Regions from separate parts of the Mus musculus genome. Here all the other regions are linked to region 1. The links are chromatin contacts, called in public HiChIP or PLAC-seq maps. All regions are on one chromosome and are shown on one strand. Each heading gives the region's core, a stretch centred on a gene start, on an enhancer-like site or on the middle of the called end of the contact. The rest is flanking DNA. Distances are from core to core; before and after follow the strand shown. Region 1 holds the start of Xpnpep1 (X-prolyl aminopeptidase (aminopeptidase P) 1, soluble). Region 2 has its middle 18 kb from the start of Mxi1. Region 3 has its middle 19 kb from the start of 1700001K23Rik.

Region 1 (4,501 bases), core at 1,461-3,960:
ACACACACACACACACACACACACACACAACAACAACAACAACAACACAGTGTCTGGCTCTATTTATATCAATGACCAGAATGAGAATCTATAGGGACAAAGTAACTTTTTAGCTACAGAGAGCTAAAGGGACTGCAGAATTAGGGGAAATGAAGACTAAGGACTGATGAGGACAAGATTAAAGTGGAGGGGGGGGGGGACCTGAACAGATGGCTCAGCGGTCAAAAGCACTTTTGCCGCTCTTTGCAGAGGAGCTGGATTGGTTCTCTGCACCCCCACAACTAGCTGTGACTTCCGGCCTAGTGGATCCAAAGCCCTCTTCGGGCCTCCAAGGGCAACTGCACACATGCGGTGCACATAAACCTTGGGCAAGCACTCACATACACAAATAATCTAAAAAAGAATTTGGGGATAAAAATGCCGGAACCATCAATGACAGTTATACACCTCAGGGACCATTAACGCCATTCAAGGATTCAGTTAACAAGGGAGTACAAGATGGCGAGTCCAGCCCTCCTCTCCCCCCCCCCACCTCCCACCCAGTGTTCTATCCCTTCCAAGAACTTCTGAAGCCTAGACCTTCTCCGCATCATGAGAAGCCAAAGGTACATAAGTGGGAATGGGTTGTGCAGAGCACTCCCTGTGTGCACCCAAACTCTAGTCCCAGTATGGGATAAGAATCACATATCTCTAGTGCTCACGCTGAGGCCACATAAGAACCAAGTGCTGGGGCTGGAGAGATGGCTCAGCGGTTAAGAGCACTGACTGGCTCTTCCGAAGGTCCTGAGTTCAAATCCCGGCAACCACATGGTGGCTCACAATCATCCATAATGAGATCTGATGCCTCTTCTGGGGTGTCTGAAGACAGCTACAGTGTACTTAGATATAATAATAAATAAGTAGATCTTTAAAAAAAAAAAAAGAACCAAGTGCTAAATGGTATTCAGTGAAATGAGATAAATGGGACGGGTTCTTAGGGTGGGGAAGTAGGCAAAGATGTCCTCCACTACCCAGAACCCACCGCTCTTGACGTGACAACCACCACTTTGCTCTGACAATGACAATCCCCATACCCATTTCGGTCCAAGGGTTTGGTGTAAGTACCTATCACCTGCTGTTATCACATGAACCCATGCGCATCATGGATGCAAGCTTGGTAAATACACCCCTCTGGTCCTAACGACCAGTTCAGATAGCATGAACCATCAAGTGAGTTCAGTGAGAAGGAGATCTAAGACCTCTGCTCCAGCCGCACCATAAGGCTGTTTCTAGTGACTGTCAGCCTAGAACTCTCACCACCTGCGGGAAGGAAAAAGTCTGCCCAAGCGAGAGCTGAACACAACTGGAGCTAGAAGTGAGACGGGGAAGACAAGTCTGGTGCCAGGATTGGTTCGACTATCTTTGGCTTCACTAACAGCCACCAGCCTCCATTTGCCTCCTTCAAGGAGTTCAGTTTGACCTTCTAAACTGAAAGGGGTCCTCATCTGTACACTGGATGGCACTGAAATTCTACCACTTCCGGAAGGCACCCTCCCTCTCAGCCTACCATCTGACGTTCACTGACCACCCCCAATACTGTGACTACGGATCCAGGATCCAGCAACGACTGTGGTGTGGTCCTCAAGCTGCCTCCGAACCTTTGACATTACATCATTATCCAATTGCCTGACTTTATTTCCAGCAGAAGACGTCCAGGAAGGTCTAACCACATGGACAATTACCCACACCACCCACCATCGTGCATATATAAACTTCTTGGTCACACTTAACACGCTGTGACAAGACCAGGTCTGGGTCAAGGTAGGCTTGAGATCTGTCCACTCACAGAAACAGGCATAATATGGTCGGAATTTCACAAGTCGGGCTGCGGTGCCTCATGTGTTCTTTCAAGACTCAACTGGTCTGAGAGGATGGGTACGCCCCTGTGCATCCCCTCAGAGTTTTAATTCTGGTTTTATGTTCTTAGCATCTCCCACTTTAAATAACCAAGTGTGCCTGGTTCGGGTGCAGAAGGGATACACTAAAGCATGTTCAACATGAGTCTGGGAAGTGTCTTCTCACTTCCTGTGTCCAAGAAGAACCCAGAGCAGGCTCCAGGAGGATTTTCCGGAAGGCTATGCCTATCTGTTTCCTGATACAGCCCCTGAGACCATTTGGGTGGGGAGGGCACAACGGCTGCCTGTCTCTGTTGGGAGTTTGAATCAAGAGGTAAAATGCAGTCATCAGAATGATCAGGGTTGTAACTTTAGATCGCCGCCGTGGAGGAAGGAAAAGGGCAGGGGCACAATCACTTCTGGGTACCCGGGGTGGATCCAAGAGGGACCAACTTCCTGCAACAGCAGGGCCTCCCCTCAGGGTCGGGGGTGGTAAGGATCACCGCTTTCCCGGGACCAGCGAGGCAGTTCCTCGGTCACACTGGTCCCTGGACCGGCTCCGGCCGCCCGGAGGTGCCCGGGGGCCCCGCCGGAAGCGAGCTGAGTCCTGCCGGGCTGCACAGATCGTTCCCCGGTTCCCGCTGGGGCAACCCCCGCTAGCCAAGGCCATCCCCGGACGGCCGCGGGCCCGTCGCTGCTCGCCCTCTCGTCCCTACCCTCCCGGGGGTGCAGCTCGCGCGCCGGGCGCCGGATGCCGGTCAGCCGGCACAGTCCCCTCACCTTACTCGCGGCGGCTTTCTGGAGGCTGCCATTCGGCGGTGACGTGCCCCAGCCCACGTCAGGGGAGCGCAGACCAGCTGATCACCCACGGCCAGGCGCGCGCACCGGGCAGGCCACTCCTCCCCTCTGTGGCGTGCTCACGCAGAGGCTCCGCCCCGCTGTAAACCCCGCCCGTTCACCGGAGTGGGCGTGGCCGAGTGTCAGAATTCCAAAACCTTTGGGCTGTTGCTTGGAGAGGGTGTGGTGTTCTGTGCAACCAATTGGGAGAGGCGCCGGTCAGTCGTCACTGATCTTCCTCTCCATTTAAGAGGAAGGACAGGCGTTTTGCCAGCTAAGGAAGCTGCATGCTTCTCCGGTTTGTTCCAGCTTTTAGGTCAGCTAAGACGAGAGAGTCGTGGCCAGCTCTGCAAGAACCTATTTTAGGGTCCTGGAGACACTGACTGGATCAGGATATAACTTGCTGAGACCTTAGAGATGTCTTCCAAATGATTATTCCCAACAGCTTCAAAACTTACTGCTCACTTGGGCTAACGATCGGGCGTTAAAGCGTCCAAACCTAGCTCCTAACCCTATGTACAAACAAAAACATTCTTCACGTAGGGCTTTTTCATCTCAGTCGGTGGCTATTCCATGTTTTAAGGGCAAAAATCTTGACGTAATATCTGCCTTATTCCCCGGTCCATGCCCCATCTGCCCAAGATCCGCTTGGTCCTGGCTTCAAAGTAGATCCGTAGCCCCACCCACTTCCATCACGTCACCTATCTGGGGTGCATCACTTCCACCTCACCTGTGTGACGCCTGCATAGAAGCCAGACCGAACCTACCCTGAGGTGTCCACTTGACCATTCTAGAATCGCCTGGGAGAAAAAGCCCCTGGGCCTGGCTGGAGGGTTGTCTTGTGTTATTTAAGACGGGCAGAACCACTCCCTAGGTAGAGGATTCTAGACTGTATAAAATCAATGGAAATGAGCTGAAGACGAGCATGAATATATTACTCTCGCCTCTTGACTACCGATGTAAGGCCTGGCTCCCTGACTAGATGAACGGAAACTGGAAGCCGAAGAAGTCCTTTACCCCTCAAATTCCTTTCGCCAGAATGTTTTATCACAACGACGGGAAAAGAAACTAAGCAGTCCCCATTTCATTTGGAGTGACTCTTCTTAATCACAGCTCACAGGTCACCTCACTCCACCTAAGCTGGCCTTCCCTATCTTTGACACTCACAGTCCCGTCAAGTGTCACCTCCTCGATGAAACCTGCTTAAAGCTGTAAACCGCTTGGACCCATCCGGGCCCCTTTCCCACAGCTTCTACTGTTGTTCACCGGAGTTCATCTTCTGAGGATAGTCTCTCTACCCTGCACACATACTATAGCCATCAGAGCAAGAGTTGTTTCTGTTGCTTAAAAATGGGCAGGAGGGCTAGAGAGATGGCTCAGCGGTTAAGAGCACTGACCGCTCTTCCAGAGGTCATGAGTTCAAATCCCAGCAACCACATGATGGCTCACAACCATCTGTAATGAAATCTGATGCCCTCATCTGGTGTGTCTGAAGATAGCTACAGTGTGTATATATATATATATATATATATATATATATATATATATATATATATAATAAAATCTTTTTTTTTAATGGGCAGAAGCTGACAGTCATCCTCACGTGTTTGCTGCTGAAATAAATGTCCCCAGATTGCACACTTCTCCGGCACAGTGGCTCTCTTGTTCATTGTTATGTCCCTAGTGCTTAGGACAACACCTGGCACTAAATGAAGGTGAGCACCTATTTTAAAAACCAAGCTGTGTCCCATCCCACGTCGACCTTGGTGAAGTCCGAGTACGCTTGTATC
Region 2 (4,501 bases), core at 938-3,437, 250 kb after region 1:
TATTTTTATTTCTATATATGCATGTCTCTCTCTGTGTATGCCAGGCCTGTGTAGGTGCCTGCTGAGGCCAGAAAGGACAAATTCGAAACCCTGTATCTGGAGTCCAGGAGGTTGAGTCACCCAACTGTGAGTGCTGGGAACTGAGCTCGATTCCTCTGGAAGAGAAGCAAGGTTCCCCCTGCTTGTTCCCCATGTGTTTATTTAACTTTACATCCAGATTGCTGCCCCTCCTCCTGGTCACCCCACTCACACAGCCCAGCCCCTTCTCCTCTGAGAGGGTAGAGGCACCCCCTGAGCACCCCCCAACCCTGGTCCATCAAGTCTCTGCAGGACTAGGCACATCATCTCCCACTGAGGCAGAGGTTTGGGGTTTTGTTTGGACATATTTTAACTTTATCCTGAAAGTGAGCAAAGTACAAACTAAGGACCTTAGGTGGGGAAAGAGGTGAGTTTTTGTATTCTGTCAAGCAAAAATGCTACCCTTACTGATTGGGACTTGGATAATATTTTGTGTGTTGGTACTAGGATCCAGGTGTGTGCCACCACATCAGGTTTGGGTAATTTTCATTTTTTTTTTTTTCATTTCATGATGCTTTGACAGTTTTTAAAATGGTTGTTGTTGTTGTTGTTGCTATGGAGGTGGCAGCAGTGGTGGTGGTTTTCTGTTTGTTTTGTTTTTGAGGACTAATAGCAAATCCAGTTGGAAGCCACAGAACTCTGAGACCTGGAGGGAGAGGGCTCCAAGCTCCCAATGTTTCAGAATCTGGCCCGCAGTCTCTCAGTGGTCCAAGCCCCAGCAAAGCCCCTGAGCTTTCTGGGGGCTTCTTTGAGAATATGGCAAATTGCCACAAGTTGCCGAGTCCTCTTTTCTGGGATCATATCTCCTTGGGTGATGGAGCAGACATGTTCTACATTATGCTACTGGGCAGACCTTGGCTCTTGGCTACCGCTTTTTTCTTTTTTCTTTCTTTTTTTTTTTTTTTTTTTTTTGATGAGAAGAGAAGGAGGAAGAGGAGGAGGGTGGGGTAGGAAAGAGAAGGGAGGAGGAGAGATGAAAAAACCAAACTGTATTGCTCCAGAGAGCTGTGTGTGGGAACCAGAGTTGGTGCTACGGGGCCAGTACACAGTGTATTCATGCATCTAGACAGTTTGTAGCAAGGATCCCATTTATAGCTCTAAACTCTATCACTGTGTAAAAGTGATACACACTCGAAAGAATCTGTCCTTCATTTCCTTATCTTTTCCCAGGCTAGCAATGAGCGGTAAGACACTCACCATGCCAGGCTGTGGCAAGAGCTGCAGCTCACCCCCCAGTAAGTTCCAGGCAGTATGGTAAGCTGTTGATGCTAGGTATATTAGATATAGAAACACATTTTTAACTTACCAGGGTGTCAATTTACAATGTAGATTATTAGAGTACAACCTAACTGTAACTCAGGGAAGCTGTGGTGTAACACACAAATACGGCACACACACGTACTAGATAGATAGATAGATAGATAGATAGATAGATAGATAGATAGATAGATAGATAGATAGACAAACAAATAACATGAAGCAAAACTGTAGCTGCCCTAATTCATTTGTCTTTTGTGGTGGCTGATCTTGGAGAAGTAGGAACCACAACTACAGGACTGCTTCCAACTGACTGACCTCCACGCATGTCCGTGGGGCATTTTCTTGGTTGCTAATGGGTAAGCGAGTCACCCCTGAGCAGGAGGTCCTGGGTTGTGTATGAAAGCTGACCGAATGGAAACCCAAGCAAGAGAAAACCAGTAAGCAGCCCTCCCCCACTGCCCAGGAACCTGTGAAGTGAAGTAAAACCCCTCCCCTCCCAGGTTGCTTTTAGTCGGAAAGCTAGCTAGAACACTTTCCCATATCCATCTCAGAAAACAAAATATTTATTGTTATATTTAAAAATCTTGCTAGGCCCATTGCTAGAAAATACACATGGCTGTGGGAGAATTGATGTGGGAGAATTGTTGCAGTTTCCTTCCGGTGCTCCTGTGTGCATTGCTGGGGTGTGAGACTATAATCCTGGTCTTGTACCTTCATTTCACATCGTGCGTCACTACTGGGCTCTCTTGTTCACTCTGGGTTTTGTTATTGTTGCCTTCTTTTCCCTTTCTGGAAGGTTCCTTGGGATTGTCTATATAAACAACCACGCTGTGTAGAGATTGGCTTCATTTTATCTTGTTTTCTCTAGACAAATCCCCATTGTCTCCCCTCCTTGCCTTACTGCACTAGCGAGAATGTCTCAACCTGGCCTCAAATTTAGGATAAAAGCCTTAGCGTGATGGTGATGTCGTTAGGTGTGGATTCTGGGAGATGCAGTTTATCAAGTTGAGGAGGTTCTTGTTCTCCCGAGAGCTTTGTTTTGTTCTCATCATGCGTGGGTACCACATCTGCCCAATGTATTTCTGAATGTGTGGACAGGATCACGTGGTCTTTCCCTTCGCTTACTAGCGTTTTTGTATCACGAGTTTTCAACCATTGAATCAACACTGCATCTCTGGATGAACCGCTCGGTTGGGCGGTATGACTCACTTTGCCATGCCGAATTTTACACACTAACACTTCATAAAGGGCTCTCGCAGGCAGGCACATGATGGGTGTTGGTGTGCAGATTGCTTTTTATGTGTTGAATTTAGTTTGGGTGTCAGTACCACCGTCGTAAACAAATTGAGAAGACTTGTTTCTGAGATGGTTTAGAAGTGGTGATAATTCTTCTTCATCTTTAATACATATGTGTATGTATATATATATATATATATATATATATAATTTTACATATATATGTGCATATATATATATATATAATTTTACATATATAGGTATTTTGCTTACATGCCTTTCTATGTACTACACTCATATCTGGTGTCATCAGAGGCCAGAAGTGGCTTTTCAGATCCCCTGGTACTGGAGTTACAGATGGTTGCGAGCCTCTGTGTGTCGCGGTGTGGGGACTCAAATGTTAGTCCTCTGGGAGGGCAGCCAGCACTCTTACCTGGGCATCCATCTCACCAGCCCTGGTCTTCTTTATAAGTTTTTGTAAAATTGTATAGCGAGACTTTATTTCTTAGGCATGCTTTAATTAATTCAGTTCACAATTCAATTTGCTTAATCGTTGATGGGATATTTGAATTATTTCATATTGAGTGGCTTGTGGTTCCTCTATAAATGTCACACGGTCCCTTTATCTTGTGGATGTCTTCAGGGCCTGAGTAATAGTCTCTGTTTCATTCCTGATGTTGATAATATGTGGGTCTCCTGCCTTTTTCATTTGTCAACCTTGCTAGAGATTTGTCAATTTTATTGACCATTTCAGAGAAACAGCTCTGTTTCGTTAATTTTTTTTCTCTCTATTTTTTTTGTTTGTTTGTTTTATGTTTTGCTGGTTTCTGGCTTCATTTCTCCTTTCTTCTTAAAGAAGAAAACTTGTAAGCTTAAATTACAGACGTAAGATTTTTCTGATTTGTTCATGTGAGCTATCCGCTCCATTTGCTGCTGCTTCAGCCTTTTTTTGACATATTATATTTTAATTTAGTTCAGCTCAACACCTTCTTAGTTTTCTTCGTAGCTTTCCTCTTCAGTTCTGGATTACTCAGGTGTGTGTTATTTAGCTGGTAAGTATTAGAAGGCTTAAACTGTGTTTCTGCTAATGACTTCTAGCTAGAGTCCATGATTGCTGGAGAACAAACTCTAGAATCTCTATATTTTCTATCACTGAGTCCCAGAGCACAATCTATATTGAAATGCTCTGTGGCCCCTTGAAAGCACATAGATCATGTTGGTTGGTGATAATTTGCAGTTCATCTGGAGATTCACCAGTCTAGTTGTTCAGTGAGTTACTGAGACAGGATCATCAAAAACCACAGTCTCCCAACTACAGTGAGGGTTTCTGTGTTTCTCTTCCCAGCTGGCTTCACACAGTTTTCAGGTCTGCTGCTGAGAAACATTCATTTGGAACCACTGCATCTTCACCTATTGGCCCTTATCATTGGGTTATTCTACTCTTTCCTTGGTGGTAGCTTCTTTCTTATTGTTTGGCCTTTGGATTTTTTTTTTTCTCCTCTAAAGTCTACTTTGCCTGATAGTAGCCATATCTACTTTTTTTTGTTAATGTTCACATATATGTCCTTTAAAATATTATTATCCACCACTTATGCAAAGTGCATTTCTTGTAGACAGAGGTGTGGTTACTCTTTGATAACTTATTGCATGTATTAGAAGGTGGCAGCTGCCTGGATGGTAGCTGTAACACAGTCAAAAGGCCAGGTACGTTTTTAATCTACTTTGCCAGCCTCTGTTAAGCGATGGAAAATTAGACCAAACACTGGTACATAACGATTAACTCTGATGTTTTACATTTTGCTTCTGTTTTCCCTTTTCCTACTTCCCCAGAGATTGCTTTGCCCTGTCCTTCTTAGAAACCTAGTTTAGTCTCTCCATACTGTTCATATTCCAGATATTGTCAGACTCACTGGGAGCATGTGTCATG
Region 3 (4,501 bases), core at 532-3,031, 230 kb after region 1:
CATATATGTCTCACATTTATTTAAGACCCTATTAAAATTTTTAATTAAAAACATTCCTTAATTACTTCTGATTTTTTGAGACAAGATTCTGTCAGGTAGCCCAGGCTGACCTGGCATTCACCATGTAGACCAGGCTGGCCTTGAATTTGCTGTAATCCTGCTACCTCTACCGAGATTATCGGTGTACACCACCACAGCCAGCCTAAGGTCCATGAAATAAATAGAGTAGAAGGCACCAAGACTTCCCACATGGCTCCTGCAGAGCTTGCCGCTTCCAATGTCCCAACCAGAGCAGCCCATTTCTGATCGTTGATGGGACTATGTGGACACACCATCACCGTCCAAAGTCTGGGGACTACATTGGGACTCATGGTTGGTGTTGTAAAGTCCTTGGGCTTTGGTAGTGGTCAGGTGTCCACCATTGGAATATCTAACACAACAGTTTCACAGCCCGAGGAATCCCCTGTGCCTCATGTACCCCTCTGCCCCCCAATCCCCAGCAACCACACTGATTCTTCTAGTGATTCCATAACCCTGCCTTTCCCAGGAGGCCGCAGGGCTGGATTCACTGGGCGGAGCCTTTTCAGACTGGCTTCTTCCATTGAGCACTATGAACGCATGTTCCCCCATGTCTTCTCATGGCCAAATAGCTTGCTTCTTTCAGAGCTGAATGCTATTCCAGTCTCTGAATACACAACCGTTTATTCTTCAGCTCATTTACCGACACTTAGTTTTCTTCCAGGTTTGTACAATGAGGACTACAGCTGCTATGAACACGGATGGGCAAGCTCCGGTGTGGACGTAAACATTCAGTTCACTTGAGAAAACACCAAGAGATGTGATTGCTGGTCTTGCGAGAAAAGAATGCTTCATTATGTTTGCAAGAAAGTGCCAAGTTGGGGGAGGGGGCCAAGTTGGTGCAGTGGTACCTACCTGTTATACCTGCCATCTCAGCAGTAGGGAAGCTGAGGCAGGAGGACCACGAGTTCAAAGCCAACTTGGACTACATAGAAAGTCTTTAAAAAAATAAATAAATAAAAGTAATAGTGCCCACAGAAGCCCTGATTCACCTCTGAGAAAGACAATGACAACTTCTCAGAGCTGCAGGGCTCGGATGCTCCAGTTTACAAAGAGGAGGGAAAGGAATTGACTTGGCTACATGAATTAGCCGAGTCCAACAGTTGCTGGGGCTGAAGATTTGCTTGCATTTAACAGGTTTTTTTTTAAAGAGCTTCATAGATTAAACCCTGCACGTATTCAACCCTACCCCCTCCCTCTACACCAACTCCTCCCATGCCCATCTAAGAGTATAACCTTTTCTTTTTTGACTGTACACACACACACACACACACACACATTACATAGAACATGCTCTGAGCCCATTTATACATCGCTCACAAGCATATGTGTCCCTTGGGGGGGGGGCATCCCTGGAGGAAACCATTTCTGTCAGCAGCCACTGATGACATCAAACAGCTGTTTGAAGACAGTCCAGCAATGTGCGCCATGCTTCCTGAGTTCTGGGCCAATGTGTGTAGCTGGTTGGGATCAAACATCAAACAAGAAAGATCTCTTCTTGAGATTCCAGCTGGACCTCGGAGGGTCACCGGACAGTGCCCTTCGAGCCCTAAGGAAGTGCGGAGCTTAGAGCGAGCAGCTCCACTTGTAAGGATTTATGTTGCATGCACACTCACACGTTCAATCGCTCAGATACATGGTTACTCACTGCAGGCTCATCTCTAGCAGAACCGCTGGAAACGGCCCGAGTCATCACTAGATGGCTGCCCACGTGTAATGACGCATCCGTGACACACACAGAGACCGCAGTAGTAAGGAAGCTTTGTGTACAAACAGGAAGTGACATCTAAGATCCATCATCTAGTGAGAAAGTAAGGTGCAGCCAGGCGTGCTGACATGGCTACTTGGGAGGCAGAGGCAGGAGAATTGTACATTTAAAGCTTGACAGCACTGTGGTCCAAATTGAAAACCAGTTCAGGCAACTTGGTGAGACCCTGACTCAAACAAAAAAAAAAAAAAAAAAAGGGTGGGGTGGAACGGAGGAGGTAACTCAGCGGTGAACCAGCCTGCCATGCAAGAGGCCCTGGGTTCAATTACTGGTCCAAAAGACTGCAGGACTCTCACGGGGACTTGATATGGGAAGTAGGAAAACAGGGTCACTGTGTGTTCCAGTTCCCCTCCCTCCCGATTACACGCGGACCTTCCTGGACTCGCAGGGGCTCGCAGGGGCAGGGATGGACAGGACGGTGGAGGAAGTGAAACAGCAGGGCCCCGACTGATAGTTGTTCTCCTACACCAGGGTTCTCCCGAGGAAGGGAGCAGGGGCTCGCCCAAATGGAAAGTGGCTCTGTGGCTAAAATGTGTACAGTCAACTCCATCAACGCAGACCTTGAACGATGGCAAGGCTGAGTACGCTGTGACGGGTCAGATACCACGTGTTGTGTCGTTGCCCACGTGTGCTTGCCCACGGAGCTGCCCTGGAGAGCAATCTGTGTGGAAGAATGATGACAGTACATGGAGTGCACTTGGAGAAACGCTGCATATTAAATGTAAGTGAGCATAAGGAAACTCAAACGTAGGCTGGACCATGAATCTGCCACTCAACGAAAGTGGGCTGGACCATGAATCTGCCCCTCAACAAAAGTGGGCTGGACCATGGATCTGTCACTCAAACAGTATGTGTTGTTGATTTGGTTTTGTGTGTGTGTGTGTTTGGTTGGTGTTTGTTTGTTTTACGGTGGATCAAACTATTAGCGAGCAGTAAAATCAATTTAGTGGGTTACAACCAGCTCTAAAACAAATGATTTGGATAGAACAGAAAGTAATGGGGTATGCAGTTTTTACCACGCACAAGTGCGCACACATGCATGCCAGGCTGTGGTAGAAACCGTGCTTCCTATGGGTACAGTATTCCAGGCCTGTAATCTCAGCACCCAGGAGGACACCTGACTTCAAGGCCAGCTTAAGCCACTGAGTGAGTTCAAAGCCAAGCTATAAAGCCTGGTTTTGTTCTTTTGGATGTTGTTGTTGTTGCTGTTTTTGTTGTTGTTGGAGTAGCTCAATCAAGCGTCTTGAAAGTGTGCGGACCTGACTTGATGCCCCAAACTGATATACAAGAAAACTAACCATGTATGCAATGTGTGCTTATAATCCCAGGGATGGCGAGATAGAGACTACACATTCACGAGTTGTGGTACCCACCAGTCATCACCCCCAAGCCCACACTGGTTCCCCTTTGCCCTGAGTAGAGTCCAGGTATCCCGTGGAGAGTATAGCCAGCCTGTGGCATGAACTCAACCCGCCTGTCCTTTCTCTATCCTAGAGAGTCAAGTTCTTTATTCCCACACTTCCCAGTTCCCCTGCAGTGACCTTCATGTCACACACACACACACACACACACACACACACACAGAGCTTCCAGCCCTAACAGTGCTTAGTCGACCTCATTCCCTGGTTTCAAATACCTCAGGTTCAGTGACATTTCTAACTATCTATCTTCTCAACTAGACTCCAGGCCCCTTGCAGCCAGCGACTGTGTCTGGTTATGTCCTATCTGGTCTTGTCTCCCTGCACAGCACACAGGTCAAAGCTCAGGCAAGGCCAGTGAGCAGATACAGAACAGGGGGGAAGTTTCAGCTGACTGAACTCTGCGAACTTCTCAGGACCAGGGGGGCCACAGCCAGCAAGCTGCTCCAAGGACTGTCTCCATGACTACTCACTGACTGGGTCCAGACCCCTGGGATTCTACCCTCACAGAGTGTCCCAAACATGAGGGATTAACCAAGCAGCCTTTTGACTTTAACCACAAACAGGGAGGTCTGTAGCCTTTGTCAGTGGGTCATGCTATGAGGAACCCTTGTGACCTTTTAAAAACAGTACTGGGCTGCCTCTCCGCTCAGAGTGAGGCCAGGAAAGCTGCTTTTGAACAGGTGACTGGCGTAAACTAAACGTTCGGAACTTAATGGCCCGGCGATAAAACGTTTACCAGCCCCACCTGCAGGATCCTGCCCTAGACTCAAACTCAGGCTCCGAGTTTAGCAAAAGGGCAAATGTTGGACTGTAGATTCCAAGACAAGGGACCGTGCGTTAACAGCAGGGTGAGTTGGAAGAGATGAACAGGCATACCTGACTGACCCGTACCTCAGCCTGTGGCAGCTGGAATCTGGAACTTAGAAGGTTCAAGCCAAGTCTTTGGTGTTGTGACATACAAAAAACAATAAACTAAACCTTGAGTGTTGTTCACCAGGACCTGGACTTTTAAAAAGGGCCTGAACAGAGCCCATATCTATTGAAATAGAGTACACACACACACACACACACACACACACACGTCTGTGTTCCTCTGTTTTGAGTCAGGATGACCACTATGAACAGCCAGATTGCAGTTTAAAACCATGGCAGCCATCGTCACTTAGCCAGCCCCCCTAAGGCTGCTATCTCAGTTATAGACCCAGCTAATAGTCATATGTACCCTATGTGGTTG

Evidence for each region. HiChIP or PLAC-seq counts read pairs in DNA pulled down with a chosen protein or histone mark.
Region 2: a contact with region 1 is called in an H3K27ac HiChIP or PLAC-seq map of extraembryonic endoderm stem cells. The contact joins the enhancer-like site here to the promoter of Xpnpep1 in region 1. A contact is called at or near these places in 7 of 39 promoter capture datasets (the C10 cell line, the HPC-7 cell line, cranial neural crest and 4 more), 12 of 115 datasets of contacts at active chromatin or transcription factors (the NIH/3T3 cell line, bone marrow-derived macrophages, embryonic stem cells and 5 more) and 3 of 9 other capture datasets (adipose tissue, liver and pancreatic islet).
Region 3: an H3K4me3 HiChIP or PLAC-seq map of bone marrow-derived macrophages shows a contact between it and region 1, with 5 times the contacts expected there. The contact joins the enhancer-like site here to the promoter of Xpnpep1 in region 1. A contact is called at or near these places in 5 of 39 promoter capture datasets (the C10 cell line, cranial neural crest, fetal liver and 1 more), 12 of 115 datasets of contacts at active chromatin or transcription factors (the NIH/3T3 cell line, bone marrow-derived macrophages, embryonic stem cells and 5 more) and 2 of 9 other capture datasets (liver and pancreatic islet).

What each region holds. Positions count from the first base shown.
Region 1 is chr19:53,035,860-53,040,360 of GRCm38.p6, forward strand. Xpnpep1 (X-prolyl aminopeptidase (aminopeptidase P) 1, soluble) reads right to left here and starts at 2,711. Exons shown (of 20, transcript NM_001374834.1): 1 at 2,655-2,711.
Region 2 is chr19:53,290,729-53,295,229 of GRCm38.p6, forward strand. No RefSeq gene overlaps it. Among named protein-coding and RNA genes, the nearest start is that of Mxi1, 18 kb to the right of the region's middle. Within about 2 kb of position 2,188, at least 5 of the 459 cell types and tissues checked have an H3K27ac peak or open chromatin away from gene starts, as enhancers often do. A contact at or near this core is called in extraembryonic endoderm stem cells, where this site is marked.
Region 3 is chr19:53,271,785-53,276,285 of GRCm38.p6, forward strand. No RefSeq gene overlaps it. Among named protein-coding and RNA genes, the nearest start is that of 1700001K23Rik, 19 kb to the left of the region's middle. Within about 2 kb of position 1,782, at least 51 of the 459 cell types and tissues checked have an H3K27ac peak or open chromatin away from gene starts, as enhancers often do. A contact at or near this core is called in the NIH/3T3 cell line, bone marrow-derived macrophages and microglia, where this site is marked.